Linked DNA regions of Sus scrofa: region 1 is linked to region 2. The links are chromatin contacts, called in public Hi-C maps. All regions are on one chromosome and are shown on one strand. The core of a region is the stretch at or near the end of the contact, and the rest is flanking DNA. Distances in the headings are between cores, read along the strand shown.

The links. A called contact is a pair of places that touch in the nucleus more often than the background predicts.
Region 1: a Hi-C map of embryonic fibroblasts shows a contact between it and region 2, with 1.5 times the contacts expected there. The contact joins two enhancer-like sites. A contact is called at or near these places in 2 of 47 Hi-C or Micro-C datasets (embryonic fibroblasts and subcutaneous adipose tissue).

Annotation. Positions count from the first base shown.
Region 1 is chr9:27,573,298-27,577,879 of Sscrofa11.1, forward strand. No RefSeq gene overlaps it. Among named protein-coding and RNA genes, the nearest start is that of CEP57, 240 kb to the right of the region's middle. Within about 2 kb of position 2,289, at least 5 of the 83 cell types and tissues checked have an H3K27ac peak or open chromatin away from gene starts, as enhancers often do. A contact at or near this core is called in embryonic fibroblasts, where this site is marked.
Region 2 is chr9:27,392,029-27,396,873 of Sscrofa11.1, forward strand. No RefSeq gene overlaps it. Among named protein-coding and RNA genes, the nearest start is that of MIR7143, 88 kb to the left of the region's middle. Within about 2 kb of position 3,158, at least 4 of the 83 cell types and tissues checked have an H3K27ac peak or open chromatin away from gene starts, as enhancers often do. A contact at or near this core is called in embryonic fibroblasts, where this site is marked.

The DNA of each region.
Region 1 (4,582 bases), core at 1,039-3,538, 180 kb after region 2:
CATAATTAAGCACAAAAATACTCTCCCTAGGATAAGCTGCAGCTTACATCTCAAGATTTTATAGGCATCTCAAGATCTTACCTGCCCCTAAGATATCTTCCCCTAGTCTTGCTGCCATAAAATTCCTATTATTAGACAAATTGCTTGATTTGAGATCATATTTTCAGAAAAGTATCATTAAAATAGGAAGATAGCCTGAGAACAACAGGCCTTTTTCCTTCTTTACACTGAAGCACCACTAGAAAACATTTCTGGAGTATTTGGGGAGATATATCTGTTCTAATGTTGAAACATAAGAGAACAGGAGGCCTCAGGGAAGGGGATTTAAGCCTGGTAGATTTTGATGGGGGAATGAAAGGAAAGTTCTGGAAATTGAACCACTGATTAAATTTCATTGCACAATTCTGAGAAGTGAACATGCCCTGAGAAAAGGAATTAAAGAGAAAGGGTAGATAAAATACTCAAGAGATGTGTCAAGAGATGTGTCATCAGGACAGAGTTGGCCAATTTTTACCACTTGGCTTTATTCTTTCCAGTGGTCTTTCCAATCTGACTTTCAGAAATCCACTCACCATGCACAGCTTCAAACTTTCCAATGAATGATCAGTGAATCTCTTCTCCAGATCAGGCAAATGAGTACTTATTGAGCATTTAAAATAAGCCCCTACCCACCAGTCCACAACACTCCCCACCACATGTTATCTGCTACCCTTATTATTCCTTTTCAAAACCCACATCATTACCTTAAATACGAAATTGTTATATTTCACTTTGTTATATTATTTGCTTATTTATCATCTGTCTGTCTGTCAAGATAGTAAATTCCAAGAGGGATAACTTTATCAATCTTGTTCGTCCCTGCATTACTAGCACCTAAATAGTCCCTGAAATTGTAGGTACACAATATGTATTTGTTATATGATTAAATCAATTATGTTATAGACTTCTGTAAGAAGTACTGAAAAAGTTCATGTATAACATGATTTAGTGTTTACTATTTCCCAGGCCTGTTCCAAGCATGTCCTATTCAATCATTCATTCATTCCTTTAATATTCATTATATTTATATAAGGTAGATACTCTTATCCTCATTTCATAGATAAAGAAAGTGAGGCCCAGAAGGTTATGTAACTAGCTCAATGCCATGCCCAGGAAGTGGTGGAGCCACAACGGAGCCCAGGTTGTCTGGCTCCAGGGTTCCCTTAAACACCACACTAAAATAAGACAAGACATTGGCACTTTATTTGGGGAGGTCTGCCCGCATGAAAAGTAATGAAGTTCATAGTAAATAACAAATGAAGGATCATCAAGTTTTCTAAGGGTTGAGAGGAGAGAAGGCTCAGGGGACTCAGGTGGTCAAGGAAGGTCTCACAAAGAATCTGATATTTGGACTGGGTTTTGAATAATGGTTTGTCTAGTGATGGAGATCTCCCATCACTGAAGTCCCAGTGATTACAGTTTAAAAAAAAAAAAAGTTCCTGTTGTAGTTCAGCAGGTTAAGAACCTGACTAGTATCCATGAGGATGCGGGTTCAATCCCTGGCCTCACTCAGTGGCTTAAGGATCTGGCATTGCTGCAAGCTGCTGTGGCTGTGGGGTAGGCTGGCAGCTGCAGCTTCGATTCGACCCTAGCCTGGAAACTTCCATGTGCCACAGGTGTGGACCTAAAAAGAAAAAAAAATCTTGTTCCATTAAAGATGTAAAGGACAATGATCACATGACACACAGACATCGCTTTGTAGGTTTTGTTTGCCTTGGTTTCAAAACACTTGATAATACTTACAAGGATTCGGGGAAAAGAGGAAACAAACACTAAGGGCCTGAAGATGTCAGTGTCCTGAGATGATCTGGAGGAGGCAGCCCTGCTTTGGGGACATTCAGGTGTGATCACTGAATCTAAGTGGTCCAGGAGTCAGGAATTCTGCCTGTGGGAAGCGAGACAATTAAGATACACTGACCCTCCCCTCCCCTATTCTGTCTTCCATCACTGCACTGAAAACTGACCTATTCTTACCCGAAAGTTTAGAAAGCCAGAGCTTTGTTAAGAATGACTCATCAGTACTGATTGGTGATTTCCCAAGTGAAGTCAAAATATCAATACATGATTCAACACCAATTGCTGTGGTGATTATCAGGATGCAAAAATTGGCATTGCTACCGATGAGAAGTGAAGTGGCTCATTCTCTTTGGGGTTATGAACTATGGAGTCTTCAGCACTGTAGGGTGTCAGTGAGGTGGAGAATGAGTTAGAAAACAACATGCAAAACATAGCTCCCATTTTTTTACTTTCCCATCTAAGACTAAACCACAAGATTCCATTAGTGGTGCTTTCAATTCCTTCTATTCATCAGGGTAGCAGGATTCATGATTCAATGAACTAAGAATTAGAATCCTTTCTCTTGAAAATTGGTTTTTGAAAGTGCCTGGTGGGTATGACTAAGAGGTTTTGTGCATTGGGGTTTCAGTCGATGTTTGTGTTTTTTCTTATTATGACTTAAAGGAAAAAACCAAAATCTAAAATTAGCACTTGTTTTTTTCAACTTGGAACTTTATAAACACACCAGCAATGGTGTGTGTGTGTGTGTTTTGCAATAAGCAATATTACTATTTTTTGACATTTTAATTGCTGTTCCTTGACATATTTAGTGAGGTTTTAAAGGTTTCTTTAGAGAGAGGGGGAAAAAATGAAAGAAAAAAATGGCTGGCTTCCAAATCACCATATGTTTCCAATTGCAAATTCAAAAGCAGAAGACAGGTCTGAACTCAAGCTGTACAGACTTTTGTGGGAGTTACAGAGCTGGGGAGATAGATCCTCTTTTTAAATTTACTTTTTAGAATTTCAGTGTTATCCAATAACAAATGATTGAGAGGGAGATAAAGCATTCAGCAAATATTCATTGAGAATCATCTGTGTTTTAAGACGTTGGGTAGGGGAGGATACAAAGAGGTTTAGATGGGGACACAAGTTTACAGCAAAAGCAAAAATCCAATACAAGATTATAGTGTATTCAATCAGAAATTCTCCAGAAGATCAAAGAGTAAGGAGCTGACCTGCAAAAGAAGGATGCATAGGAGAGGTAAGACTCAAGGTTGGTCTTGAAGATGGACCATAGGATATTCTAGGTGAAAGGAACTATAGAACTAAAGCCACAACAATGGCGCTATGCAAAGCACATTCAAGTGTGATCACTGAATCTATGTGGCTGCAACCGAGTTCATATGGCGATGGAGAAGGGAGAATAGAGAGAAGATTGGAAAAAGTAAGTGGAAGTTAGATTATGGTGAACTTGAAGGACAGGCTTGATACATTGCCATTATCATTGTTGTTGAAATTTCATTGAATGCAAACAATTCTTTGAGTTAGGTATTAATTATTAGTCCCTTTTTATAGGTGAAGAAACTGAAGCTCATAGAGGCTAAGTAACTGTCCAAATTCAGGTAGCGAACATTTGCTGAAAACAGACTTGAACTGAGGTCTGTATGATTCCAAATTCTCTTTACCTCTTTAGCTACAATGACTGGGCAGACTTGAGTGATAACAAGCATTGGCCAGTGGGTGGGATATTCTAGCAGGAACAGTGATATATTATGGCAAGACAAAGAAATTAGAATGTGTAAATTAAACGGCAACTGCTTAGACCAAGGTGGCCACATGGCATGGTGGAAACTAACAGGACTCCTTGAGCTGTTGAGTCTTCAAGAGAGACCTCGTCATTAAAGGCTATACCACCTAGCCTCAGAGTTAGACAGTTCTCTTTCAATATGAAAGAGGCACATTCATTTATTAAGAAGCCCACGTAGGGTGGGGAGCCAGAGTAGCTAAGGGTCTTTGGATCCATGGCAGTCCAACATTTCCTATTTGAGCAACTGGCCCCCTTGGAACATTTGAAAATTGCCAAGACTCCGGTCCTTGAGTCAAATCCAGTTAATAAATGCCCCAAGACTCTGTGAGTCGCTGAAGTGACAGGGGCTAGGGCCTCAGAAGCCCCTTTGTTTGCAAGCAATATATATCTCATTGTCAAAAGGGCTTATTGTTCCATGTTACTATACAAAAGCAAAAAAACACAAGGGGCTGAGTTGACTTCAAGTGTAATGTAGCTAGATCCAGGTGCTCAGAAAATGTATGTTGTCTTTCACCATCCCTTAGTTCTGTTATCCCCAGCAATGGTTTCATTCTTAGGTCATTGCTCCAAGTGGTGGCAAAAATCACTAACAGTTCTCTTACCCCAGGGATAGTGTCACAAGAGAGTGCATTTTCTCCAAAAATGCAGCAAAACTCCTGGCACTAGGTCATAATGATCCAACTTGAGTCACATGCTCATTCCTAAACCAATTACAGCAGCCAGAAAATTGTCGTGTTCTGATTGGCTGGTTCTGGCTCACGTGCCTCCCCCGCACAGTTAGGAGAGAGGCCTGGCTGCACTCAAAACATGTGGAAGACTGGGAAATGGGAGTTCCAGTTTTGCCTTGGTGGAAGTGAATGCACTAGTATCCACGAGGATGTGAGTTTGATCTCTGGCCTCAATCAGTGGGTTAAGGATCCAGCGTTGCCATGAGCTGCGGTATAGGTTGCAGACACAGGT
Region 2 (4,845 bases), core at 1,908-4,407:
TCACAGACACCACAATATTTTATTTTTTTAGAGTTTTATTGAAGTGTAGTTGATTTACAATGTGACAATTTCTGCTATACAATAAAGTGATTCAGTTACACGTATACACACAAGCATTCTTTTTCACAGTATTTTAAAATGGACCTCAAGAGAGACAGTTAAAGGGGAAAGAATAAGTTTATCTCAGGAAAGAGAAAGCAGTGAAGCTGAGAAGTAAAATCAAAACTGTCTTTTAACGGCAAAGAAAAGATCTTCTCTGAAATTATTCATTTATTCATCTATCTTCCATTAAATATTTTCACTGAATTTATGAGCATTTGTAGATGAATTAGCCATGCCTTCAGCTCTCAGGCAACCTTGAGCCTGATAGGGAAGAGGAAACAGGTGTAGGAAAAATGATGACGTTGCAAGGCTGCAGTCATTGGAACTGGCCTCCAGGGGTTAGATTCTGATGTGACAGGTGGGGTGGGGGGTGGGGAAAACAGGCGGAGAAGGAGAGGCAGGGCAACTGCAGGTCCAGTGAGCTTTACTTTGTCTGCAGCACAGAGGACACCGTTTAGGGGGTCTGCTCAGCTCTTAATTCTCGTTGAACTGCATCCCTCCTTCACCTCACAGCAGAGTGGCTCCTGGTGAACTCTTGGACCACCTGTTGGGCCCAGCACTAATTGCTGTGCAGATGCTGGGTCTGGACAGTTTCCCCTACCTGGACACTGCTGATACCATATGATATCACTTATATCTGGAATCTAATATACAGCACAAATAAGCCTTTCCACAGAAAAGAAACTCATGGACTTGGAGAATAAACTTGTGGTTGCCAAGGGGGAGGGGAGGAGTGGGATGGACTGGGAATCTGGGGTTAATAGATGCAAATATTGCCTTTGGAATGGATAAGCAATGAGATCCTGCTGTATGGCACCGGGAACTATATCCAGTCACTTATAATGGAATAGGATGTAGGATGATGTAAGAAAGAGAATGTGTGAATGACTGGGTTACTTTGCTGTACAGCAGAAAATTGGCAAAACACTGTAAGCCAACTACAATGGAAAAAATAGAAATCATTAAAAAAAAAAAAAAAGGAAAGAAAGAAACCACGGCGGGGCCATTTAGAGCCTCATGTCTGGAAAGAGAGAACTTGGTGCTAGGATATTTTGACTTTTGGGGGTGACTGAGCCTGGACTATGTGACCATGGGCTGTGTAGGCTGCCCCGTTTAGGCTTAGGGGACTCAGGGGAGGGGTGTGCAGAACATGGAGGAATTAAGCATATATAGAAAAGTATATATAGTAACAAGTTGAAATATATATAGAAAAGAAAGATGTAAGAAATGGAGAAAGTCGAGGAAGCTCTCATTCCTGGATCCAGAACCTTCTGCAAGCTAGACCAAGTCCTTCTTTCAAACGCTCAGAGCCTTTTCCTTTTCCACCAATGCTAGTTTGAGTTTCTTTTGCTATTTTAAGACCAAAGAATCTTAATTAACACATTCATGAAAGAGGGCAGTAAGATTTAAGGTTGGAAAGTATGTTTCGGGCAGCTAGGAATGAATGTATAAATGAATCACACCGGAGAGTGACAAAATACTGAGTTGCATTAGCACCAAAAGGGATTTAGGTATTTATGGAAATTCCTGTTCATAATAAAGACTTTTTTTTCTTTGATGATTAGGATTTTTTTTTTAGAGGTAAAGCGTTATTTATTTAAATTTTTTTTTAAAAAAACATTTTATTGTAGTTAATTTACAATGTCGTGATAATTTCTGCTATACCAGTGATTCAATTCTACATATAGACTCATCCATTCTTTTTCAGATTCTTTCCCCATATAGATTATCACAGAATATAATTTAGACAGAAAGAAAACATCATACAACATCACCTACATGTGGAATCTAAAAAAAGGATACAAGTGAACTTATTTGCAGAACAGAAACAGAGGCACAGACTTTGAAAACAAACTTAGTGTTGCCAAAGTGGACATGTGGGGAGGGAGGGACTCCAGGTTTGGGATTGGCATTGGGATTGGCATATGCACACTGTGGTATATGGAGTAATTGGCCAACAGAGACCTGCTATGCAGCACAGGGAACTCTATCCAATATTCTGTCATTAAGGCTTTTAGCCCTTGAAGTGGGTTATCAACGAATGTAAAGGAAAGTCCTCCGTGTAGGACACTAGGCAGAGGACAGAACTAGCTTGACGGTGATATAAAAATAGTCTGCCCTCAGCAGGGTTGAGCATTAAGGAAGGAGAATGGTTGGTTGAAATCTAAGACCTCTTCAAGCTACATTCTGGAATTATAATGTGGTGTGGAAAAAGAGAACAGAGATTCTGAAGTCAGATAGGCATGGGCTTGAGTGTTTGTTTTAGTTTACCAGCTTCAACATGGGATTGAAAACATAACTCTTGTGGCTATTAAGTAGTATCACATAGCAAAAGCAATTACCACAAGTCCAAGCAGGTAACCAGGCATTCAAAAAATGTTAGTGCTTGCCGTTTGTAAAAAACGATGTTTCAACGTTGTAATAAACCAATTGCTTCCTTAAAAAAAGAAAAGCAAAAAAAAAAAAAAAAACAACAGAAAAAACCCCTCACTCTTGTGAACCCCTGTGCTGCTTTTTTTCTTTTAGTTATTTGTTGTCACCCAAATTAGCATTTGCTTCACTTAAAAGTTAAATACCTCCCTATAATGCAATTTATCAAAGCAGACATATTGAAAAATATATCATCCATGTCCTTAGGTGGTGAAATCTTATTTCATTTCATCATAATATTTTACATATAAGTGAGACTATCTTTTAACCAGGTAGATTTTCACGCTGATGTCAAATCCCTGTGGAGAGCCAGCATCTTCCCAGGACTGAGCATCCCTGTATTTTGTTATTAAGAGGAAAGGGCGGGAGGATCTTTCCCCTTATATGAAATGCCTGGGCATGGAGTCCCTTCTCTTCTTGCTCTTTTGAAACTCAGAAACAACTTCATGGTGTTGAAGGTCAATCTGAAGAGTCCCCGAAAGGAAGAGACTTCCCAGTGGATTTGTAGCTGGATACAGAGTTTATGGGGTTGGCCTTCGCAGCCCTGGAGAGTTCTAGCACGCTGGGAAAAAAGGTGGCAAGTCTGGTATGAATAAAAGAAAAAAGCCAAGGGGAGGAAATACTTGAGGAATGAGTGACCAAGAGGAGATGCCAGGCTCCGTATGAACTGGTAATGTAACTAAGATCAGATATAGCATTTCCAAAGTTGATCTCAGGTGATCAGAACTTAAAGTTTGGAAAATGGGTCCTAGAGTGATGTGCCCAAGGTTACCTAGCTATTTCATGTAGATCCCCAAGCTAGAAACTTCTATATTCCTGTTTAGATCATCATCCTTTGTACCTAAGGATACAGAAATTTGAAGATATGGTAGAACATAAAATATTGTATCCAGGCTGAATGGAGCAGAGCCATCTTTTTTCTCTCTTCTGATGAGTCTAGCTGGTTTCCTGGCTTGGATTTCAAGATCATTCCAGTTTCAGGGTCTTATCTTGTGTCTATTTTTGGACTCTACTGGTCGGTAGCATTTTTTAGCAAAGCATGGCATAAAACCACTTCCCACTATTCTGTTTCTGGTCAGATTGCCTGGAAACCACACTGACTTCAAATTCCTGGCATGGCCAAGAAACCTGGCTGTGAACCATCTTTAAAGTACTCTGTGCACTGAGCACAAGCACAGCCGCATTCCTCAGCAACACCCCCCGCAAGATGTCAGCACATCTGCACGGCCAGCAGTTTACCCTCAGGCTATAGCGGATTCTGTGCACCCTCTGTTCTCCAAGCTGACTTATCCAAGGCAAACTAATTAGCTCCTCTAGCTCTACTGAAGTCTTTATTTTTCCCACAGGAACAGAGAACAGAAAAAGCATTCGTATAGGTTGGTGAGATAGATGTGCTGTGTCAGGACATCCAGTTTCATAGGACTTGAGCCTATATCCTGGGTCAGCATCCTGGGCCCTAGTTAAGGGGTTAAACATTTGGATGAGACATGGATTCTGCCCTAAGATGATTACAATATCATAGGCAGTTTTGGGAAACGTCACATAAGATGGCCAATATTGGCATTTCCATTGTGGCTCAGTAGTAACAAACCCAACTAGTATCCATGAGGATGCGGGTTGGATTCCTGGTCCCACTCAGTAGGTTAAGGATCTGGCTTTGCCATGAGCTGTGGTGTAGGGTGGCAGCTTTAGCTCCAATTTGACCCCTAGCCTGGGAACTACCATATACTGCTGGTGTGGCCCTAAAAAGCAAACAACAACAACAACAAAAAGAGGCCAAATACTATGGGAAGTGTGAAATGAGAAAGATACCAAAATCACATCAGATGGGGGAAATTCTGAACGATTTTGTGAAGAACATAGCACTGAGATGGCCACTGAAAGATGGATAGGACATTACAGCCTCGAAGTCAAGAAATGGGAAAGAAGGATGCTCCAGAGGGAGGGGCAAGAGCAAGAGTCAGTAGCAGCAAGCTTTGGACCATGGTCCAGAAACACTGGATAGTGTAGCTGGACCAAAGCATGAGTAACTGTGGGAAGGGAACGGCAGGTGAGAACAGCTAGGATCATCCTGGGGAAGTTGGACTTTGATGTCTTTGTCTAGAACAGTTCTTGAGAAAGATGATTCAAATATCTGAAGTGACCCTGAGGACAAGGGTGATAGTGTATTTGCTCAGCTGCCTGGGAGAGTGACCACGGAAGTGATCTGAGCTGGAGTGGTGAGGAGGGCTCACACTTGAGGGCTAGAGCCCGTGTCTAGCTACCAACCCCTGCGGAATGTGGAAGGATGGATCCTTGGCTGTTTTGGAAGTC